Linked DNA regions of Mus musculus: all the other regions are linked to region 3. Evidence: chromatin contacts called from public Hi-C and promoter capture Hi-C data. All regions are on one chromosome and are shown on one strand. Each heading gives the region's core, a stretch centred on a gene start, on an enhancer-like site or on the middle of the called end of the contact. The rest is flanking DNA. Distances are from core to core; before and after follow the strand shown. Region 1 holds the start of Mapk1ip1 (mitogen-activated protein kinase 1 interacting protein 1). Region 2 holds the start of Tssc4 (tumor-suppressing subchromosomal transferable fragment 4). Region 3 holds the start of Pgghg (protein glucosylgalactosylhydroxylysine glucosidase).

Region 1 (4,170 bases), core at 447-2,946, 2.1 Mb after region 3:
ACTGCTTAGCAGGTAAAGCCATTCGCTGTCAAGCCTGATGGCCATCCCTGGGACTCACGTGGTAAAAAGAACCAACTCTGCTAAGTTGTCCTCTAACCTCCACACGTGCAGGAGCACGAACAGGCAGGCCTATGCTCACCACACACACACACACACACACACACACACACACACACACACACACACACACAGTGTGTGTTTGAAATCCCAGGACTTGGCTGGATGGGACAACATCAAAAAACAAAGTCTGGAGAAGTGACTTTAAAGAGCAGTGTGGGAAGAGAAAACACTACTCAGTTAAAAAAAGAAAACCGCCACTACTGTAGCGCTTCAGGAGACCCCATGACAAATAAGTTCCTCTTGCTCAACAACAAGAGGTGGAGATCCAGGGCTGACCGACGTCTACCTGGCCAGAGATTGGACTGGACAGACTAGCACACCTACGACCACAAACAGGGTATCCAGAGCACTCGGTGCTCCATCCCGTCCTGAGTCCAGTCCAGCATGGGCCCCCGGAGACTGATAACCCTGCATGGTTCTCCTTCCACCTTATACGGGTGCCAGGGAGATAGATGAAAGACCCTTTATATTGCATGGGCTCCCACATTAGTGTCTGGGACCTGATTTACCCCACAGGGCCTCAAGATCAACTGCCATGCCCCCCTATCTCTCTCCTTTCACAAAAATGGACCTCACCTCACCCCGTGGTACCAACTCCTAGCGGAATCCCGGGGTCGCTGCCTAGTGTCTACAGTCCTTTTTCTTCACTCCGTACAGACGCTAGTGAGACATGCATTTAAGATCGTTATACACCCCAGACTCCAAAGACCTGTGGCCGCATCTTCCTTACATGGCTCGATACCTCTGCCCCGGCCTTACCTTCTTACAGACCCTCGAGGCCGGCGTCCACGGTCGTCTCCCCATAGCCTCCCGAGGCTGGCCTCCATGGCCATCTGTGCCCACCGACCCCTGAGGCCGGCGTCATGGCCATCATCCCCATAGCCTCCCAAGGCTAGCGTCCACCGCCGTCTCCCCAACAGATCCCCGAAGCGGGACTCAGCCGCAGTCTCTCCCCAGCCCCGCGTCCGCAGCCGTCTCCCTACGGACACCCCTCCCTCTCTTCAGCCGCTGGCCGGCCGAGGGTCTCCCGGGACAACGCCGGTCAGGCGGGCAAAGGCGGCCGCGTCCGGACCGGCGGCTGAGCGAGCATGACCTTGCGGGGCTCGGGGGTTGGGGTGGGGTGTCGGTCGGGCCTCACCTTCCGCCACGTCCTCGTCGACAGCGCCCTTCACCTGCGAGAAGCACCACTGGAAGTCGTTGCCGCCCGCCGGGCAGCCGCCGCCTCCAGCTCCTGCAACAGAGCGCGCCGTCAGGCCGGCCCCGCCCCGCCCCACCACCGTCCAGTCCGCCCGCCCGCCCCGCTCGCTCGCTCGCGCACGGCCCTCACCTGCCATGGCGCGGGCGGGACGCGCCCAGCCGAGCGCGGCCGACCGAGGCGCTCCGAGCGCTCAGCCCCGGCCGCCACCGCCGCCGCCGCTGCCGCCACCGTCGCCGCCGCCGGGGAGGGAATTTTTTCCCCTTTTCAAAATGGCGCCCAATGCCCGTCGCCCCGCCGGATGACGTCATCCCCCTCCGCCTCCTCCGACGGTCAGTGCCGCGGGGGCTGCCGGGGGCGCACCGTGCGCCGACTGCGTCTGCGCGAGCTGTCTTGAGGTTGGACCTACGTAGCCGCTGCGGTCCAAGGAGAGGAGTGTCTTGGACTAGTCCGCTGGCAGATAGAGGCGGCCTTCTCGAGTCGTGTCAAGGCTAGGACGCGACGCCCTCTACGTTCTTAAGGCCTCAGACTTTCTTCTGCGGCCGGCTGGACTGGATGCTCGAAGGCCTGGGCCTTTCCTACAGCTGAGCCAACGGGAACGCGGAACCTCCGTGGATCTGCCAATAGAGAGCGCTCGGCCGTGGGCAGGCGGGGCCTCTGATCCCCGGAGCACCTGGAACCCAGCACCTGCGTGCGTAATTTTGCCCATCATCCAGGCTCTCTTGCCCCCAGAATCTTTGATCGTAGCTTCTGAGCACTGATCTCATCAGAGTGCTACTTCAGGGATTCTTTGAGCTCTCAGTATAGCCCCTAGGGAACCGTTCTCGACATTTGCTTTATTTGTGGGTGTGTTTTTCTAGCATGAAGAGGAATTATTTGTTCGTGGGCTTGACTTATCCGAAATCACTATGAAGTTGGCAGTGAGCGTACTGCACCACTAGAGGGCAGTTGTTCCAAACCAGAGCATTCTCCACTTCAAAAATGTTTTGCCTTTTAGCAAGTGCTTTTTCTATTCTCAGTCTTGGCTGGGATGCTGCTTGTGTAGAGGTGATGTGTCTGTCCTGGTGGAGTTTACTCTTCAGCGGAGAAGAGACAATAAGAAAAACCTGGGGAAAGTTAAGTGGACTAGAGTTAAATACAACACAGAAGCAGGGGAAGGAGATTGGAGCAGTTGGTATCTTTAGGAGAGCAATTAGAGGAGATAAGAAAGAATCTCAGGCTGACGTCTTGGGCGGCTGCTAGAAATGAGAACAGCTAGTGCACAGGCTGGGCCACCCTGACCTTTTCTTTCCGATGTTTTATTTTTAATTCAATTGCACACACACACTTTGATTAGGGTCTTGCCATGTAACATGAGGCTGGTCTCTAAATTGAAATACGTCTGGTTCCACCTCGTTGGCGCTGGGTTTACAAGCACGGAGCACACCTAAGCTTGCTAATGTGTTTAAAGGGCAGCAAGAAGCTGTGGGGAGAACAGAAGTGGCCAAGGAAGGCTAGTCATAGCAGTGGAGGCAAGGTGGTCCGGGACAGAGCAGGAAGCTGTTTTCAGGGGGTGAACTCTGATGAGAGGGCTGGCTATGGCCAAGAGCTGGAGAAAGTCATGAAGAAATAGGGCCTTCCATCAGTAGCAGCACTCAGGGTTGTTTCTGAAAGAACTGTCTCTGAGTTAAGTAGGAGGATAAAATGAGCTGCATGTGTCTGGGTGTATGAGAGTAATGGAGAAGAATAAGAGACATGGAGTAGTGAGGATATAGGAATGTCACCCAGATGACACTCCAGAGCATCAGGAGAGTTAAGAGCATATGTATAGTTCTGGGAGGACGTTTTGGGAGGAGCCTGAGGACGGAATTCCAAGCCTGGGAAGAAGCATTCTGAGACTGCTTGCAGAACTGGGGTTTAACTTAAGTTTATCCAGACTCCATGTAGGCATGGGTATCTCAAGTAATGCCAAGTGATCTCGATATTCCTATCTGCCTAATTGTAGCTGCATGTTTAAGTTATGTAGCTAGACAGCACTGTCACATGTGTGTCTGTGTGTACTGGGGTGCTTCTTAATGAAGAATGACAGACCGAATGGACAGAACTGTAAGTAGCTGCCTTAATAATTAGTGGCAGGCAGTATATTTGGCTTACACTTCCACATTATAGTCCATCACTGAAGGACATCATGGCAGGATCCTGGAAGCAGGAGCTGATGCAGGTCATGGAAGTGTGCTGCTTACTGGCTGGCTCCTCATGGCTTGCTCATCCTGCTTTCTTACAGATCCCAGAACCACCGGGACAGAGGTGGCTCCACCCATAATAGGCTGGACTCCTCCCCATCAATTACCAATTAAGAAAATAACAGGTTTGCCCTCAGGTAGATCTGAGGGAGGCATTTTCTCCATTGAGGTACCCTCCTCTCAGATGACCCCACCCTGTCAAGTTGACATGAAATGAGCCAGCATAGGCCAAATTTAACTTTTTAAAATATATGCACATCTATGCCCAGGCCAGAAGAGGGTGTTGGATCCTGTAGCATTGGCGTTATAGGCAGTAGGGAGCTGCGGGACATAGGTGCTCGGAACCAAACTAGGGCCCTCTGGAGGAGAAGCAAGTGCTCTCATGCACTGAGCCATCTCGAGCCCCATCGTTTTCGATTGCTTACTCTAATGTGGAATGGGGTGGGTACCTGCCTTGTTCTCCACCTCCACTCTATCCACTTTTCCTCTCTTGTCTGTTTGTCCTCCTCTCTAAGGATGTGGTTCTGTCCTTAGACCGAGAACCCTTGTGGGTCATTCCTTAGAGACCTTAAGCCACTCTGCTCCAGCCCCTGCCTTCTGTGATCTTAAGGTCTCCATAGCAACTGTTAGTAA
Region 2 (4,462 bases), core at 851-3,350, 2.1 Mb before region 3:
ACACACAAGTCCTGGAGACACAGCCAGACACCAACCATATGCTGCTTCACAACTCATCCTCTTCCTATAACCTGTGGTCTGTACAGGCCCAGTGCTGGGGCTGCATTGGTTTCTGGGGGTGGGGGTGGGGGTGGGTTGTGCAGATTATGCTCATTCACTACCATCAGGGGCACAAGGCTGAACACAGCTAAGAGCCCAGTCCCTCTGGGTAGTTTCATCAGTGACAAATGTAAATGACCATGGCAAACCTTCACGGCAGTCCTCACTGGAGTGGGGAAGGCAAGGTGAGGCTGCCAGAGATGCAGTCCTGTAGTTGGCTGCCCAGGACTGTTTGGACAGAACTCTTTGAGTGGGGCCCGGAAAAAGCCACACAATTCAAGAAATATTCCAAACGTTTATTATTCATCCTAAACACTGGGGCACAAAGGCCTTCGAGGTCCCCTGACCCACAATTCCCACAGTCTCTGCCAGAGCGGCTGCACACATCCCCCTACCACAGACAGCCCACACCTTCCCACTTGGACTAGCAGGTGAGGGGTAGAGTGATAGCACTGCAGTCAAACTGAGGGTCCTCTCTCAGACCCCGGCCCCCCAGGGTTACCGTCCCTGTTCCGGAAGTGGTCTCTGCTCCGCTTCTTGCTGCCATGGAAACCAACAGCCTTCACACCTATGGGGCCTGATGAGGACTCAGGATGGGCAGCTTCTGAAGGTACCACCACCTCTGGCTGTCCCTGGTGGCCACTCCATTCCTCAGCCTCAGGTCCAGCGAGATGGGCTAGCTCCACAGCGGCCTCACCCCCCGCACCTGACCCAACCCCCTTCTTTAGGACCCTCTTCCTCTCAGCCCTAGCCTCACTGTCCCTCACTGGTTTGGTGAAGACCACTCTTCCCTCCCCACAGCTAGAGGGGTCCTGGTTGAAAGAAGGCACATAGTCTGTGTGGGACACCTGGCTTCGAGAGCTCAGGAAGGCCAGGGCAGCATCACGATTGCTCTGCTCACTGGCTTCAGACACATCCTCCAGACTGTATTTGGTCCAACGCTCAGGGTGTGACACATAGTCAGGGACTGGGAGTACCCTAGTCGGGCCAGTGTTCCCATGCACTCTGCTCAGGCCCCTTGCTGGAGTCTGACTTGGGGGAGTCACGGGCCGCCTGAAGCTGCCATTGTCACTCACACTGGTTTGGGGAGCAGAGCACGGTGCCTGCCGGGCTGCACTCTCCAGACAATCAAAGATGCTGTGGCTGCGCTGGGAGAAGGTAGAACTCATGCCTCGGAGGTGGAATGGCTGCACTGCAGTGGTGAGGGTGCCCGTGGGGGGCGATGGAGGGTCCTCAGGGCCGGAGTCCTCCTGGCCCTCCTCCGAAAGCCTCTCTGGGGACAACACTTGGACCTCCACACCACTAGGTAAGCTAAGGTCCGAGTCCGAGTCGCTGAGGGAGACGGTGTCAGAAGGCAGGGTGTCATCCTCGGTGGGTTCATCAGCCTCCAGGCCAGCCTCTGTCTCCGCCATACGACCTGACACCCGTCCCACCTGTAGCGAAGCAGTCCCAGTTCCGCCGTGAGGGGTGTATTTAAGGCCTCATCCCTCCCCGTCCTCCCAGGCTCCCGTCTTTCACCTCCACTATGTGTCAAGTGCCTCTACTCACAGCCGGACGGGAGGCCTCGCGAAGCTGGGTGGTTAAAGGGTATCCTAGCGCGCACAGATACAGGAGCTGCAGGTTAGGTGGGGTTAAGGAGAGAGTCAACCATGAGATCATAACAGTGTGGACATACAATAGATGAGCACTGGGAGATGCTGGTGACAGGAGATCTCCATCAGCTGCTTGTCCCATCACGGGCTCTCAGTAAAGCGCAGCCTCTCTAGGTACAAGCGCCACCCGGGTCCGGACGAAGGGCTGGCAGAAACAGGCACGGGAATGCCCTGGCCGCGGCCTTAGGGAGGCCAGTGCTCACCGTTCCAGCGTCCGTACACGCCTCAATACCCTGCCGCCTTTCTCGCAGCGTCCCGCCAGTTCCCCGGGATTCGGTCCTGTCCAGTCTCGCTCGGGTTCCTGGGAAACCGAGTCTCGGGCGATCAGATTTTCGTGGCTTCAGCGCCCGAGAAACTACAACTCCCAGAAGGCAATGGGTTCCCGCCTAATGTCAGCCGGGACTTGTAACCTTAACAAGCGTGCCAACCCGGAGCGCACACGGAAACCCACCCAGAAATGACGAAAAAGGAAAAGGCGGAGCCACGGTTCCCACAATACTCCAGGGCTAACTGCCAATCGCAAAGGGTTGAGGCCTGCAGCTTCGCCTGTCGGAAGCCGTCCCGGCCGGGTCCGACACAAGGAGGAAGTGCGTCACCACGCACTGTGAGCGCCAACCAGTTTCCTAGACATTTCCGGCCCTGGGCGGAAGTGGTGTGGGTCTTGTGCTTTGTTGGCTTTCTGGAGTGAGGCGGGGCCAAGGTCCTGGTTGGCTCTTGGCATGAAGAGACGTAGTGGTCCCTGGGGTGGGTTGGTTGGGGCTTCAGAGATTCGAAGCCGCTATCCTGGGCTCTGCCTGTCTGTGCTTCCTGACGCAGGAACGGACACTTTAGTTGCAGGACGCCGCCCCTACTAGTCAAGGCCACACATAATCCTCCTCCAGGCGTGGGGCTGTTTTCTTGTATCCTTAGGGATCAGAGTCTGAGACACCATGGGGCTGCTGCATGCGCCTCTCCTTTCCTATGTTTCTGAAGCTGTGCAGCAGGCCTCCAACAGCTTTGGCCTGGTGCCCATGGACCTCATAACATAGGATATAAAGGGCTCCTCAGACCAGAAACCAACCAAGCACGGAACAGGTTGCATAGGCGTGGGAGGTAGAGGTGGCGGAGACCTAGAATGTCCTAGTACAAGCTTGGGGTTCACCGACAAATAAGCCTACTGGGAGGCTGCTAGAAGCTGGGCCATGAATCTTGGCTAGGGCGTCTCTCCTCTAGTGGCCAATTAACTATGCCAGCAGCCTGGGGGAGGGGCGCAGACAGGAGACAAAGGGAAAGAGACAGTGGTGGTTGCCCCTGGCGTCCGGGAGGTTGCTTAGCCTGATCCTCAGTTCACAGGGGTAAGTGAACTGCCATCTTGCCTTTTACTTATTGAGACACAAGCCAGAGCCACCCAGCTCCGTGGAATCTTTTCTTGAGATGGATGGGGTAATGGGCTAACCTTTACTGTCTTGTCCCTGAAAAGGAGGGTGTTCTTGCAGCTTATCTCCATCATTCTGTGCTGAATTTCCCTGCTTAGGTGGCTCCTCCTACCCGACTCAGCCTGACCTGTCATGTCCAACAGATGAGTGGAAATGAGGTCAAGGCTGGCGTAAAGTCAGCATTGAGCTCCCAGTATAAGGAGGTACAAATGAGGGAGGACCCATATGGAGTGCTCCCAGGGTCCCAGCCCTCCCCACCCACTGTGTTCCACAGCCTCTATTGGACCTGCTCACCCTGTGCCTGGCAAAGTTCAGAGCTGATGAGCCAGGTCTCTGACACCGCTAGCACAGGAAGAGGTCTGGCAGTCCCATTAGCATGCCTGATTTTTTTCCTCCTTTATTAAATGACTGTTTCAAGATTTAATTACAGTTGAAGGTGACACGTTAGAAAGAATAAGTGCATTGAAGGCATAAGAGGGCTTACAAACCCAGCTCTTGAAATGGAGGCAGGAAAGGAACAAAGATTAAAAAGATGTGAGCAATGTGACCCACAGTGGGTTGAGTGGGTGGGCATGGCCCTCTAGCTAGGCTACAAAGCCTCTGGGCAAGTAGCTGTAGAGGAGGTTTGGCTCAGCAGGCAGAACTCTCCAGGGGTCCCAGACGTACAGGGCCCTGCAAGCCAGGGCCAGCTCCACCCCTACATCCCACATATGCCACCCATGTGTGATGTCAGCTCCCAAAAGGTAACAGGAAAAGTTCAGGACAAAAAAAAAAACTAAAACAAAAACAAAACAAAACAAAACAAAAAACTCAAAAGTAAAAAGACTAAGTGTAGCAGAGTGATACAGAAATATTATATACACAGGCCATGTCCCCCAAGGTGGCCTCTGGTCACTCCAGGGATCCTCTGGTGCAATGCAAAGGGCCTCAGTACACGGAGCTGTTCCGGATGCCACAGCACAGCACCATGCTCAGAATCATCTCAAAGATCTGCAGGAGGGAGGGGCATAGTCAGCACCTAAGGCCCTGGGAAGGATCCCACCCACCCACCAGAGACCCTGTGCTTACCATAATGACAGCTACCACAATGGCTGCAATTCCAATGAGGTACAGCTTCCCAGAGAAGAGCTCATCGATTTTCTGATGACAATCTTGCTGCAGGGATGGCAAGAGCGTGGTTAACCATCAGTGGCTAAGTCACAGCCACCACCCTACTCAGTGACAGGACCTATGTATCACAGCTTATCTTCCACCCCAAAACAAATTTAAGACACACGGACCTGCTGCCTGCAGCCT
Region 3 (4,632 bases), core at 40-2,539:
CAGTACCAGTGCCAAGGTTACAGGCCTGAGGCACACATTGGTGGTTGTGGCCCCTTTCCCAGCTTCATGGACAAGTGAGGAGCAATAGGTTGGCACGGGTTGGTGACAGCTAACCTGTGTTGGTGTCCAGGGTAAAGGTCTCTGTCAGCTGTTCTGTCCCTGCAGGGGCCTCCAGCTGGACATTGAGGGGGCTGGGCAGACTGGCCCGGTGAGTGTCCCCGACAGCTCCATTGTACACACCGTTTATATGGATGGTGTCATGATACACACGTGTACCTAGGTATGAGTTCGTTACAGTGGCCCAGAGCCTGGGGTCACTGGGCAGACAACGGGCACTGAATATGGTCGGGTCATCTTCAGAGCCGTCCATGGAAAGCTGCCTCAGCCCAGACGGCCTGGAGGAGACAGTTAACAGTGACTAGCTGGACTTTCCTCCACACGCACACTCACAGTAAACCCTCAAACTTGGCCAATCCCCACAGGCGGTGAGGGGAGTCGGGGGCTAGCTGCGTAGCTACCCTAAGTAAGGGTTGCGGGCGCCAAGAACATTCTTAAATTAAGAAGACTGCCAGGAGCCCAAGTGAATCTGTAAACAAGTTCTCTCAGCACCCACCGCCGACCTCCCTCTTGTGAGCTCCTGAGCCAGCTTCCTTAAGTAAGAACTGCTGAGGTAGGAATCAGGGAGTTCTTCGCGGGCCCTAAATCCTCAGGGAGGGTGAGGCCGGACGGTGGAGGAAGAGGAACCCGGAGATTTGGAGAGGGACAGCAAGGAGAGGCGTTGGGATTGGGGAGGAGGGACCGGATGGGGTGGATGACGACGATGGGGTGGGGTGGGGCCGCAACTGGGGAGTAGCGGGACTTGCCCAGGAAATGGAAAGAGGAAGCCCGTGTAGGGGTGGGGTGCGGAGAGGGGGATCGATCGCGAGTTGTCGGGAAGAGAGACTAGGGAATAAAGGGACGAAAAAGAGTTCAGAGTACTCAGTGAAAGAGGGTGAGGGCGGGCTGGAGAAGAGTGTGGGCTGTTTTTGTAACTCACCGCTGCCCTCTCCACTCAGTGCGGGGATCCGGGTGTAAGAAGGCTCTGTGGGTGCGAGCTGCCCCTGGCGGTAGGAAGAAGAAGCGGCCCTGCCGCGTGGCAGGTGGGCGGGTCTGAGTTTAGGCGGGACCTGGGAAACTGTCATGGTTTTGGGGAAGAGACCACGCAATAGGACTAGGGGTTAGTTGAGCTTTGGCTCTAAGATGTATGCAAGGCTGGGACAGACCTGAGATACCACTCTACAGTGACGTTTAGTGACTAGAAAGGACCCTGGCTATTTAAGGAACAGGATGCTTGTAAGAAAAGCCTACCTCATGCAAACCTGAAAGAAGTGGGTGCTGTGTAAAAGTTCCACAGCCGAATGCTTTTCAGACTTTCCCCTTAGCTCACGGGACCTTTCCTATTTAGGGAAATTATTTCATTTTTATGTTTTATCCTATTTTTGAGTGGTTGGCCTGACTCTTGGTATGCAAACCCAGCTGTCCTCAAACTCACAGAGCTCCAACCTACTTCTGCCTCTTCAGTGTTAGGGTTAAAGACGTGCACACTACACTGAGCAGTATTTATTTATTTTGATTTAATTAAAATATAATTACACCATTTCCTCCTACTCCTCCCATGTATGTCCCACCCACATTCACAGGACCTCTTTTTTTGGGGGGGGGGGTTCCAGACAGGGTTTCTCTGTGTAGCCCTGGCTGTCCTGGAACTCACTCTGTAGACCAGGCTGTCCTCAAACTCAGAAATTCACCTGCCTCTACCTCCCAAGTGCTGGGATTAAAGGAGTGCGCCACCACTGCCAGGCACAGGACCTCTTTTTTTGGAAGAGTTTCTTTTTTCTTTTCTTCTTCTTTTTTTTAAATGTGTGCTTTTTATGTAAATGAGTGCTCTATCTGCACGTCCACTTCCATGTTAGAAGAGGGCATCAGAACTTATTGCAGATGATTGTAAGCCACCATGTGGTTGCTGGGATTTGAACTCAGGACCTTCAGAAGAACAGCCAGTGCTCTTAACCACTGAGCCATCTCTCCAACCCCTGGGACTCTTTTTAAACCATTGTTGTTACATATACATATAAGGAATAAATAGATAAACACCACCTGTGAGTCTGTTCAGTGTTGCATTTGAGTATATGTTTATGGGGTTGCATTTGAGTATATGTTTATGGGGCTGACCACTTGGTACTGGAACACCAATAGGAGGTGTAAACCAGAACAGGTGCCAGGTTGATGTTAAAGAGCCACATTGTTACACATTGTTATTAAGTCTCCTACAAGAATCCGTTTCTGTTTCTTAAGCCTGATGCATCCTGCAAACCTTGCTTTCCAACCTGTGCTGAACTTGTGACTCCATCATGTGTGCCTACCCCTTTGCCTTGCTAAACTCCCGAACCTGTGATACGACTATCCTTTTGCCTTATGAAAATGTCTTCCTAGATACCTTGATGACTCCCTTTCCACGTGATGTTTTCTTGCACTTATTTTTATTGCCTCCTTTCTAACAGCCAATTATCGCGACATCTGTTTTCTATCAGCCCTAACCTTTCTCCATAAAAGGAACCTCAAAAGCCAGTGAGGGGCTGCTCTCTGAAATCCTGACTTTAGGAGAGACAGCCAGCTGGCCAGTTGTAAATACAGCTTGCTTTAATCAGACACTCAGGAATTGTTTGTTTCCATCCCTACCACCCCTCCTCCTTCCCCAGGTCTAAAAGAGGCTCATCCCCGGGGAAGACTAATTCTCCCTCCTTCTGCAATAGTTAATTGATTGTAGCTCTTCATCTAGGGGAGGGGCCCCATGAGCTTTCCCTAGCTAGCTGGCTTCCACTAGGCTCCTCCCAGGGACCTAGCAAAGGCCAGCGCTGCTAGGTGATGGACTGCTCTCTTGCTCTCCCTCGCTCTCCCCCTCTCCCCTCTCCTCCCCCTCCCCCTCGGCTCCCGCTCCCTCTCTCCTTTCTGTCCCTCTCTGCGCCCACTGCCCCCTCCCCCATGGCTCTGCCCTGGTCTGTCTGCCTGTCCACTTGTCTGTCTTTACCCCTGCTCCGGGTCCTCACTCCTCTTCCTTTCCCCAGGAAACCTCTTTTACACCAGATCTGTTGCATGGCATAATTACACACGGGCATACCTTGGCATGGGCCCACTATATACCACCTCCTGGCATTATATATACTTCAGTTGTTGTTGAAAGTGTGCAGTCTTTAGGCATCTGTAATTGTTCAGATTTCCTGGGTGTAGCTTCCCCAACACAGCATGAATGCATAATTTCACAGAAGATAGCTTGGTCATCAGGCTCTTACAAGCCCCTCCCTGGCCCTGTTCCTTGATGTATCCTGAGCCTTAAGTGCAGGAGTTATGCTATAAATATATCCGTTGGGGCTGTCCATCCAGCAGTTACCCTCTGCATTTTGACAAGTTGTGGCTTTCCAAAATGTCCTCCTCTTGTCAGGTGCCAAGAAGTTCCATTTCCCAAAGTCTGGCACATAGACAAAAGCCAATATTCTTACAGTCCTTGCTTGCTAAAGGGAGGACTTACTTGGATAAAAGGGACCTCTGACTGTTCCATTAACATATGCTTGTGGTCCCTATTAGCATATTACAGTCTGTGCTAGCTTCTAGGGTCCCTCAGTTCCTACTCACAGAGTCCCAAAGTCACCTCAGCTCACAGGCTCCCCTCTTATAACTCTAGAGATATATGCCTCTCCCACCCCATTCTCTGCTTTCCCAAGCGATAGCCTTGGTTGTGTGGAATAAAGTTTCCCCTTTCAGCCCTGGGGCTTCACTGAGTCTCTTTACTGCACCCTCACATTTGATGAGGGGTGAGACCTGCTCTTACCTGGGTCTGTGCTACTTGTGGTAGTTATGGGGTTCCTGGTAGGAAGAGATTTCTGTTTTTTTTTTGTTTTTGTTTTTGTTTTTTTTCTGAGATTTTATTTTATGGGTATGAATGTATGGCTGCATGGATGTCTGTTCCCTATGTGTGTTCAGTACCCATGGAGGGCAGAAGAGGGCGCTGGATTCTCTGGGACTGGAGAAACAGGTGCTTGTTAGCCACACTGAAGATGCTGCGAATCAAACCCAAACCAAGATCTTCTGGAAGAGCAGCAAGTGCTCTTGCCTCTGGGTCATGTCTTTTGCCCGATTTTATTTTTGTTTATGTGCCACAGTGCTTCACTAGAGGTCAGAGTGATATAGGGGGAAATCAGGGTCCCTTTTTGGGGTTCTTTTTAATATTTTTTTAAAAGCTTTTTTTTTTTTCAGTTTTTCCAGACAGGGTTTCTCTGTATAGCCCTGGCTGTCCTGGAACTCACTTTGTAGACCAGGCTGGCCTCGAACTCAGAAATCCACCTGCCTCTGCCTCCCAAGTGCTGGGATTAAAGGCGTGAGCCACCACGCCCGGCTAAAATTTATTTCTATTTTATTTTATGTGTCTGAGTGTTTTGCCTGCATGTGCATCTGTGCACCACTTTCATGCCTGGTGCCTGCAGAGGCCGGAAGAGGGCGTTGAATCCTCTGGAATTGGAGTTACAGATGCTTGTGAGTCATCAGATGGGTTCTGGGAACTGAAGTTGGGTCCTCTGCCATTGTACCATGGACCCTTAA

The links. A called contact is a pair of places that touch in the nucleus more often than the background predicts. Capture Hi-C pulls out chosen DNA fragments and counts their contacts.
Region 1: a promoter capture Hi-C map of adipose tissue shows a contact between it and region 3, with 2.9 times the contacts expected there. The contact joins the promoter of Mapk1ip1 here to the promoter of Pgghg in region 3.
Region 2: a contact with region 3 is called in a Hi-C map of B cells, with 5 read pairs. The contact joins the promoter of Tssc4 here to the promoter of Pgghg in region 3. A contact is called at or near these places in 1 of 39 promoter capture datasets (the C10 cell line) and 1 of 484 Hi-C or Micro-C datasets (B cells).

Annotation. Positions count from the first base shown.
Region 1 is chr7:138,843,793-138,847,962 of GRCm38.p6, reverse strand. It overlaps Mapk1ip1 (mitogen-activated protein kinase 1 interacting protein 1), which reads left to right and starts at 1,696. Exons shown (of 2, transcript NM_001045483.1): 1 at 1,696-2,006. It overlaps Ppp2r2d (protein phosphatase 2, regulatory subunit B, delta), which reads right to left and starts at 1,577. Exons shown (of 9, transcript NM_026391.2): 1 at 1,448-1,577; 2 at 1,259-1,351. The coding sequence starts at 1,454.
Region 2 is chr7:143,067,006-143,071,467 of GRCm38.p6, reverse strand. It overlaps Tssc4 (tumor-suppressing subchromosomal transferable fragment 4), which reads right to left and starts at 2,100. Exons shown (of 3, transcript NM_020285.2): 1 at 1,955-2,100; 2 at 1,618-1,713; 3 at 381-1,532. The coding sequence starts at 1,511. The coding sequence ends at 558. Cd81 (CD81 antigen) reads right to left here. Exons shown (of 8, transcript NM_133655.2): 7 at 4,235-4,321; 8 at 3,538-4,156. The coding sequence ends at 4,094.
Region 3 is chr7:140,938,048-140,942,679 of GRCm38.p6, reverse strand. It overlaps Pgghg (protein glucosylgalactosylhydroxylysine glucosidase), which reads right to left and starts at 1,289. Exons shown (of 14, transcript NM_145387.5): 1 at 1,037-1,289; 2 at 115-395. The coding sequence starts at 370.